Linked DNA regions of Zea mays: region 1 is linked to region 2. A link is a contact called in public Hi-C data. All regions are on one chromosome and are shown on one strand. Each heading gives the region's core, a stretch centred on a gene start, on an enhancer-like site or on the middle of the called end of the contact. The rest is flanking DNA. Distances are from core to core; before and after follow the strand shown. Region 1 holds the start of LOC100284960 (nodulation receptor kinase). Region 2 holds the start of LOC100285099 (PHD-finger family protein).

Region 1 (4,770 bases), core at 317-2,816, 140 kb before region 2:
CAGGCGTCCTAGCAAATCCATCTCGACCAATACAGATAAGTTGCTTAGAACAAAAACCGAAAACTGGTGCACCCGAAAAAGATTACAATACCTCAGTCTGGAACTCTCTTTCCCCTTGCCTTGAATCACTCGCGAGCACCTTTACAGCTACCACTTCACCAGTGGCCATTACAGCTTTGTACACAGGGCCGAACGATCCTTGCCCAAGAATTGTGGTAAAGTTGCTGGTAGCCTTCTGCAGATCCCTGAGCAGCAACCACCAGTAACATGATGGAACAATTCAGAAAATGATATTTACACCTGATGATCTGATCATATATAAGTGACAACTCCACAGAATCACAGCCATGGACCCAACTAAAGGCAGTAATTTCACAGCTCACACAGCACAGAACAGTTCAACTGAACTGAGACAAGATTGAGGAAAAAATTCCGTGTTCCAGATATATAAATGGAGTAGAAGCGCAGAACGTACTTGTAATGGTATTTTGGGATCCCGGAGACGGACAGCGGTGGCGGCTCCCTGCCGTTGTGGCCGGCGCCGCCTCTCCAGGCCCAGAACGCGGCGCGTTTGTGCGGTGGCGGGTGGCCCCAGTCGGCGGCGCTCTCGGAGACCACCGAGACGGAGACGCTGGAGTCGAGGCTGGCGCGACCGGCGCCGCCGGCCCGCAGCGTCGCCGAGGGCGACTCCGGGGAGCGCGTCCGTGCGGCGACGCTGGCCCGCCGGCGGTAGAGCCAGACGGCCAGAAGCACGCCCGCCGCCGCGACCAGCGCGGCCGCGACGCCGGCGGTGACCCCGATGAGCACGGCCCTGCTCCTATCGACCATCCCCGCTGCGCCTCCCCGGCGAAGCAACGACCATGCCGTGTGAGAGGTCACGCCCGGGAGCAGGAACCTTCTAGCCGCCTTCTCCTGCTCGTGCTCGTGCTCCTGCTCGTGCCATGGGGGAACGCGTCAGGAAGCAACCTTTGCGCTCGGATTTGTCAAGCAGCAGTAATCCTGCACAGCAACTACGCGGTAAAACTGCGGAATTGCGCATGAAAAAGAAAAAGCAGGCATCTAAAGTTTGGCAGCACAGTGCGCTCCGTACCTCCACAGCCGGAAAAATCCTGCTCGTCGATGCTGATCCCAGGAACCGACGATGGGTCGAAGAGGAGAGCAAGGCGAGATTGACTGAGTCTCCTCTTCGATCGTGGCGTTGAGTAGGAAGAGGAGGAGGAATGGGTTCACCGGTTCAGAGAAGACTGGCGCGTGGAAAAAAGATAGGAGTCTTGCTCTACTCTTGTTTCTGGTCCCAACCCGCTCTCCGCGCGACGCAAGTAGTAGGCAGCTCTAATATCTGGCTTGGAAGCAACTGGTGCAGATATCCATGGCGAGGCTTGCTCGCGAGACCGAGAAAGGAGAAAATTGATTTCTGTGTCAACCTCTACCTCACCCTTCTTCCTTGGCGTCTGGATCCTGATCGTTAGACGGGAGCAGTTGGTGACCGTGTTGTCGACTGTCGAGACCCTGTCAATTGCCATGTGCACAGGAGTCGTGCGTGTGCATGTACTATGGATGGCAGTGGGTAAGGTACCGAGTGGACACACGAAACCATATCCATATCCATCAGGAAAAAATTGACTCATACCTATACCCACTACTCATCATGGATACAAAATTACGCCATACTCATACCTACCATGTGTAGCGGGTACCCATACCCATTAACATTACGATAGACATGATCATTTGAATCGCAATAATAAGTATCAGCATAACAAATGTATTTAACCCAACATAATTGTATCACAGGTTCAACAATATTCAATATTAAATGGCAACATCATGCCTTCAAATCACACAAAACATATTATTGATTCTTACGGTTAGCAAATAGCGAGAGCAAATTTATTTTATATGAGACATATAAATTCGGACCCACGTGTCATATATTAGGGCTTGTTCGTTTTGCTCTCCATCCATGTGGATTGGATAGGATTGGATAGGTTTCAATCCCAAATAAATCAAAATCTTTCATAATGTTTTCCAATCCCATCCAATCCACATGGGATAGGAATAACCGAACAAGCCCTTAGCGGGTTCTCCATCGGGTAGCGGGTATGGGGCAACAGAGAACATACCCACGCCCACCGTACCCGATGGACATAACAAATGACCCAATAAAATACTCATGAGTATCAAAATCCACCCTACCGTGCCCTAATAGGGTTTTTACCCATCGGGTTTCGGGTACCCATTGACATCCCTAGCATGTACTGATACAGTGATACACCCCCTCGTGATCATGTTGCTGTGCGGTGCGCGGCTGTGGCTGGGACTCCATGAGGCTATCTCTGATAGCTTGTTCATTTTTATATACCTATATTTAAACTCTATTTTTCAAACAATATAGTCTAAAGTACAGAACATGGTAAAATAATGATTTTGAGTAAATTTTTAATAGACTGACGGCCTGAAAAGCACGGCAGTCGTCCACTCTGGTAGGGTCACCATTTCCTCTGTCTCACCACCGTCTCCCCTGTGACCCTGTCCCGTAGCTTGATCTGCCTCCGTCTATAAAATTTCGTTATAAGAGATAGAGAAAAAAAAAGCAAGAATCAAGTGTTGGGCTAACAATTTGTTGGCTAAAAATTGGTAGTGAATTAGACCATGTTTAAATATACTAGAGTTAACAATTTGCTGTTAAAACTAACTGCATACTCCAAATTAGCTAATAGTTAGTTGGCTATTTATTAGCTATCTAATTTCAGTAGCAATTTTTTAACCAACTAACTATTAGCTCTGGTGTGATCAAATATTCCTATAGCCACCTAATAAATAACTAGTTAAATATTAGTTAATTTGCTAAAATTATATAATAGTTGAACTATTAGATAGACTGTTTTGATGTCTAACTTTTAGCTCTAGTGTATTTAAACATGACGTAACTTTTATGTTATAAAATGGTTAAAAAAAACATTTGCTCACTTACAATTTTGCTTGTTTTGACCGCGAGTTTCCCCCCTCCACCCATGCATTTTCCCTGTAAAATAGAACTGCTTCCTATAGATTCTGGATTCGAAACAGACGTGATTTGTGTAAGGTTGGTTTTGAATGTGTATTGATCTCGGCAGTTAGTTACGCTAAGCATTTTTGTAGGTACTGTTTACTAGGTTGGATGTTTTCTCTCTGTTTTTTGGGGTCCTTTTTCTTTTTGACCGTGAGTTTTCCCCATCCACCCATACATTTCCCCTGTAAAATAGAACTGCTTAATCCACTAGCCATTTATGTAGACGTTTTTTCTAGTGAAACAGGTAAACAACAATGATAGGGTAGCCCCATGGCTACACACATTCTTTTCTATACTATACTTAAAGCACCAGTTTTGATGGTCGTCGTGCGTCAGTATTTTGCAAAAAAACCCTCGCTTCCCTTTTAATCAACCCGCGCTACCTAGTCGTCGTTCGCCCCCCGTCATCCTTGGCCGGATCCGCAATCGTCGCGAGCCCCCAGCACCCCCGTCATCCTTGGCCGGATCCGCAATCGTCGCGAGCCCCAACCACCACCGTCATCCTTGGCCGGATCCGCAATCGTCGTGAGCCCCCAGCAAGTATATGTACCTCCTCCCAACCTCATATATGTCGGTGGCGGCGGAGCAGAAGGCGAAGGATGCCGGGACCAGAGAGCGGGGGCAACGGTGTCGAGGGATGACAACGTCTTCTCGCTCCCGCTCGCCTTCCTGCTAGTGCTCCTGCTCATCAAGGACGATCACCACCTAACCACCACAACATCCGCCGAGTCAGGTTCGACGGCATCCCCTCGGCCGCGGCCGCGGCGACGGCACGGAGGAGGCAGCCTAGCTCATCCTCCCGCAAGGTGTTGTAAGAGCTAACGTCAGGCACCCTGAAGAGCTTGGTGGCGCAGATCCTACGCATCTGCCACCACCCATCGTCCTACGACACGAAGGTGACGCCCTCCGCGCCATGGTCACCTTCCTTCCCCACGCGACGCAACAACTGCAACCTCCCGTCCACAGCGCCCCTGCCCCCCACTCAACCGCACCCATTCCCACTCGTGGTCGTCCCGCAGCATGTCCCTGCCACCCCCAACACGGAAAAAGCCCCTGCCGCCGTTGGGGCCGTCGTCGTGCCGACAGATGAGGACATCCAGGTGATGCTTCATAAACCCTCCAGTGGAGGAGGAGGACGAGACTGTGGTGGCCAGCGAGAATGGGGCCACCGACATGTAAGACATTGATTCGAGAGCCCATTTGGGTACTGTGGTCGGAGTTTCGTCATCGGACGCATGTTCGACATGTATGCATTAGTCTCAGCTATGCTTCTGCTTCTGCTTCTGCACCTGTTCGTGGGAGTTGAGACCCATGTAATTATATTCCCTTCTGGAATAATGTGTAGCATATCATGTCGATGACCCAAGAGGCATTAATTCGAAGGGAGCAGCCACGAGGACCAAATCTGAGGCCGAAGCTTTGAGAGGCACACACCATCCTTTCTCCTAATTTGGTTTAGATATTTATGAATTCACATGCAAAATATACAATATCAAGCAGTATAAAATATCTCAAGTCAAACCTAAGATTTTTTTCATTTCTACGGATGATTCTATTTGTTTTGGTGTGTGTGGTTGGAGGGGTTCAGGGTCGGAGGCGGAGCGCTTGATACTTCTTTTGTAAATAACTTATGTTATGGCATTGAGGTGCTATAGAATTGCAGATTTAGCATTTGTTTGGCACTACCACCAACTCTTATAAACTCCACCGTGAAACGA
Region 2 (4,490 bases), core at 921-3,420:
TGGATCTTTGATCACTGCATCTTTCCGAACTGTGTTTTCTCTTGCGCTCATGCTGGTCCAGACTAGAACTTTTCGTAACTTCAATGGTTGCTGCAATATCTTCAGCACAAACAGCTGAAGGTTCCTCAGGGTTTACCGGCATAGTGGATTGGCTCCCAGATCCAACACTAGATCCTAATTGTAGGGATGAAGTCACAGCTGACTGGCCAGATGATGAACCATACTTTAGTGGATGCAGCATGTCTGATACGAGTTTTTCTGGTCTGTGTGTATTAAAGGTAGATACTAATGCTTGGTCAACATGTTGAATGTGGGTCGATGATGCAACTTTGCCACTAAAGCTTTCCTGATTTATTCGATTCTGGGAAGAAACCATCCTCTCATGATCCAAGGCACGACTGTTCTCAGGCAAGCTATGGCATCCTCTGGAGTTATTCGTGGGCAGCGTATGTTCCACTTTTGTAACATGACCACAGATTGAATAATTTTGTTGACAAGACTTACTACGCAGATTCCCGTTCTTGTGTCCCACAATTGTATCAATTGGACTGTAAGAAGTCGATCTGTTACCCATGGAAAATGGGGGACAGCAGTTAATGGAGGCAGGTGTCTTAGATGTCTTCCTCCCACCAGATGATTTAGCCATCTCCAACCTTTTCCATGCCTTACGGGCATCACGGGTGTCCTTTTGCAAGACTTTTTTACTATGGCCCAGTGAGGTATTAGTTTCCTCAGAGAAGGGCATTGGCAGCGGAACAGAAGCTGCAGCGGCGCCATTTCGGGAACTGAGAGTTACAGGCTCTGCATAACGTTGATGCTCAGTAGCAACAGAAGCAGAACCAGCCATATCCTTCCTTCTTCTGACAGGCATATGCGGAGCAAACCCCACAGAACCAGCACGCAGAGCAGCCCAGTTCTCTCGCAGCTCTCTTATGCGCTTATCAAGATTGCGGGAATTGCGTAATGTTCTAGCTCTCTCAACCTCAAGACGAATGTGAGCATGATAGGCTGCAAGACCATTGTCTCGTCCCTGGGTCGATCTGGGACACTGAGATCCAGCTGAAGTACCCTGGGATCCAATATCCTCAGCAATCCTCCTCCTAAAGATCCCTGCACTGGTAGCAAAATCATCACCCACAATTTCATAAATGGAAGGAACCGGGTCATCCGTCGAACCGCCACCACTCCGCGCATATGGCCTTTCCAGATCATGGTCCTCATCCACAACACCAGAAATCGAGGGGGCTGGAACTGGCTCAGCTCCAGGAACATCCATGCTGATCTCAAATTCACCCTGATTCTCAGCCTGCCATCTCAATTGATCATCTCTGATCGTCCCGCAGTCTTTGCAGAACCAGTCCCCCTCTGGCACGGTGGTCCCCAGCCCGACACAGTAAGTGTGTGCAGCTGAGTCGCAGAGCTCGCAGAGTAGCAGCAGCTCGTCATCGCTGGAGCTGCTGCAAACGGTGCATATGGTGTTCACGTAAGGATCTCCGCCCACTATGCTGCTCCCGTTGCCCTGAGGATGGTGTACCTGCACAGCCAACACAGCACGTCAGTGTGCTGTCCCGCGGAGAATTCATGGCGTCCTCAGTCCTCACATGTCACATCATATATTGGCAGGGGAGCAGAATAGAACGCACTACGGAGTAATCAATGGCAAATTTGCTGGAATTCTCAGTCATGGACATGAGGATTTCTACTACACAGGCGCGGGCGCGAAGCTAAGGTGATCTGGTAGGTCCAGGGATTACATTAGATTAGTTCGTGTACGAAGCAATTACCTGGTTGCGCTCTTGGATCGAGACGATTCGCTCGTCGGGGAACCGGCCGGCGACGGGCGGGCGGCGGATGGTGTGGAAGCGGGCCCTGCAGAAGGGACAGCGGGACTCGACGCGGCCCCAAGCCATGATGCAGACAAAGCAAAAGAAATGGGCGCAGCAGTCGAGCTCGCCGCGGATGGCCCGCCGGCCGTCGAGATAGCAGATGCCGCACATCTTCTCCGCGCCCTCCGCCTCGTCCTCCTCCTCCTCGTCCATCTTGCCCTTGCCTTTGGATGACTCGGACGGCGGAAGTGCCGAGGAGTCGATGTCGGCGAGGGCAGCCATGAGGGATGTGGTGGTGGGTCGGGCGCGTCGGAGCGGAGAGAGACCATGGGCTAGTCGGTCATAACTATTTGGGCTCAACCAAAGAAATATATATTATGGACTTGTTTGTTCGGCTTTTTTTATAAGCTTTTCTAAAAAGTTGGCTGTGAAGAAAAGTTGGCTGTGGGGAGAAGCTGGTGGTTAGAATCTGGATGTTTGGATACGCAGATTATGAGATTGTAGATTCTGAATAAAAAAAGGAAACAGATAAATACGTTTGGTTCGGCTTTTTTAGGTGTTTGACCGATCAGATTATTAGATATCAGAGCACTAACTTATAATGTAGTTAACACTTTACGATATATGAAAATACTTTAACTCAATTTAATACATTACAGTACAACACGTCCTTCAATTGATACACCTTCAGTTGATACAATTCTAATATGAAACATTTTTACTTCCATAATTATTCAAAAAACGCCATACAAAAACTAAATTATTACGTAATTTTATAAATAACGATGCATGCAACCTCGTAATTATCAATGATCATCTACTATATGTCAATTATCACGCTAATGATGTTTACAAAACAAAACAAAGAAATTATGAATATGAATAATTAAACCCAAGTGCAGAGCTCTTGCGTTGCGGTGGGTGGTGGAGGGAGTTCGAACGTCCAGCGTCGGCCTAAAGCGACTTGCTTGCCGCTTCTCACGGGCGCAGAGATAACGGCTTCGGTAGAAAGCGCTTGCACGAGAAGCCCGTTAAAATCTAGGCGTTTGGTTCAGCTTCTAGCTTCTGGCGGCCAGAAGCCCCCCAGAAGCTGAACCAAACAGGGGCTATATCAATCTTGGGATTCTCCGGCACACACAAGATGTTCACGCAGGAAAAACCAGAACCGTGCGATACTGCTGCAACGATGGATTGTGCGTTTCTCTAGAGTTTTCTCGGGAATTTTTCACCGATGCTCGCTCTCTTCAAAAATATGTGTATCTGTGTGGTTCTCCGCAGCGCACAGAGGAACAATCTTCGATCTATACTATACAAATCTTGGGATTCTCGGACAGACAAGATGGCCATGTAGTTTGAAAAACCAGAACCGTACAATGCTGCCGCAAAGGTGGATTGTGCGTTTCTCCGGAGTTTTCTCAGGATTTTTTCACTGGTGCTCGCTCTCTTCTTAAAAAATGTCTGCATCAGCGTGGTTCTCCGCAGCGCACAAAGGAACAGTCTTCGATTCCTTCCGCAAGAACATTGCGCCTTGCATCTAGCAACCAACTTCCAGAGATCCTTCACAGGTATGAATCACTTTCTACACTTGTCTCTCTAAATCTAGTCAACATCGACTCTCTATTTCCGAAGTTGGCGAAATCTCACACCCCGACATCTTTAGATCAACCACATACTCTGATCCTCCCCATATCCCGCTTGCTCTCATGATAGAAGATTACTGTGGGCTGGCCCATATTAGGGTTTCAAGCATGTAATAGATCCAGGAGATTAAGGCCAGCTCATGGGTCTATAAATACTTGTAATCACTATCAGAGAAGGCATGAAATAAAACTGAACCAAAACTACCACCAGATTTGAACTTATCTGTGAGCGCCTTGGAGGAGTCTCTTCTCTAGGAACGGCGACATATCACGCCTCGGGTGCTCGCTGACGACCACGAGACACCGCTGATACGCTTCTTCCGGCGTGGACGCTGACCAGGCTTCGTCAACCCTTACACCTGGTATCAAAGCTCTTGTCCCTCGGGTGGGACAAGTGATCACAGTGAAGTAGAGGTGATTCTAGGAAGAAGAGGAGGTGATCACCATGGTGCCGTCTATTAAGCCATCTGTGCAGACTAGGATAGTTTTAGAGGAGATGGCGATGGAGACTAACCAAGGAGAAGAAAGGTGGGAGAAGACGATGGCCACGTTGGAGAGGTTGACGGTGAAAGTGGACGCTGTTGGGGACTTGTTCTCAAATGCTATGAGTTAAGAACAAGGCTACACAAAATGTTAAAGGTTAATGCCCTTCGTCCTTCGAAGCATTATCTCCCTTAGGATAGAATGATCTTCAGACGAAGGTCATGAAGGACGTACCTTCATCATCGCAGTTTATATTAATGAAAGAAGAAACATATGAAACATGAGAAGTAACATAAATAATCATATGACATTATTTATATATCTTTATTATATCATCATGAATAAACATAAACAATACTGAATTACATTTGTACCTTCGGCTTAACAGAAGGCAAAAGTCCAAGAATGACGCACGAGGGAATACAAGTCAGCATGAACAGTACGGGGGTACTGTTCATCTATTTATAGGCACATGGTGCAGCCTGTGTAAAATTACATTCATGCCCTTTATGTTTACTATTAACGTAAGGACAATCCAACG

Evidence for each region. A called contact is a pair of places that touch in the nucleus more often than the background predicts.
Region 1: a contact with region 2 is called in a Hi-C map of ear, with 4 times the contacts expected there. The contact joins the promoter of LOC100284960 here to the promoter of LOC100285099 in region 2. A contact is called at or near these places in 7 of 25 Hi-C or Micro-C datasets (ear, endosperm, leaf and 2 more).

The regions. Positions count from the first base shown.
Region 1 is chr9:39,299,352-39,304,121 of Zm-B73-REFERENCE-NAM-5.0, reverse strand. It overlaps LOC100284960 (nodulation receptor kinase), which reads right to left and starts at 1,566. Exons shown (of 8, transcript NM_001157855.2): 1 at 1,091-1,566; 2 at 476-999; 3 at 92-245. The coding sequence starts at 828.
Region 2 is chr9:39,158,887-39,163,376 of Zm-B73-REFERENCE-NAM-5.0, reverse strand. It overlaps LOC100285099 (PHD-finger family protein), which reads right to left and starts at 2,170. Exons shown (of 3, transcript NM_001157994.2): 1 at 1,785-2,170; 2 at 1-1,534. The coding sequence starts at 2,108.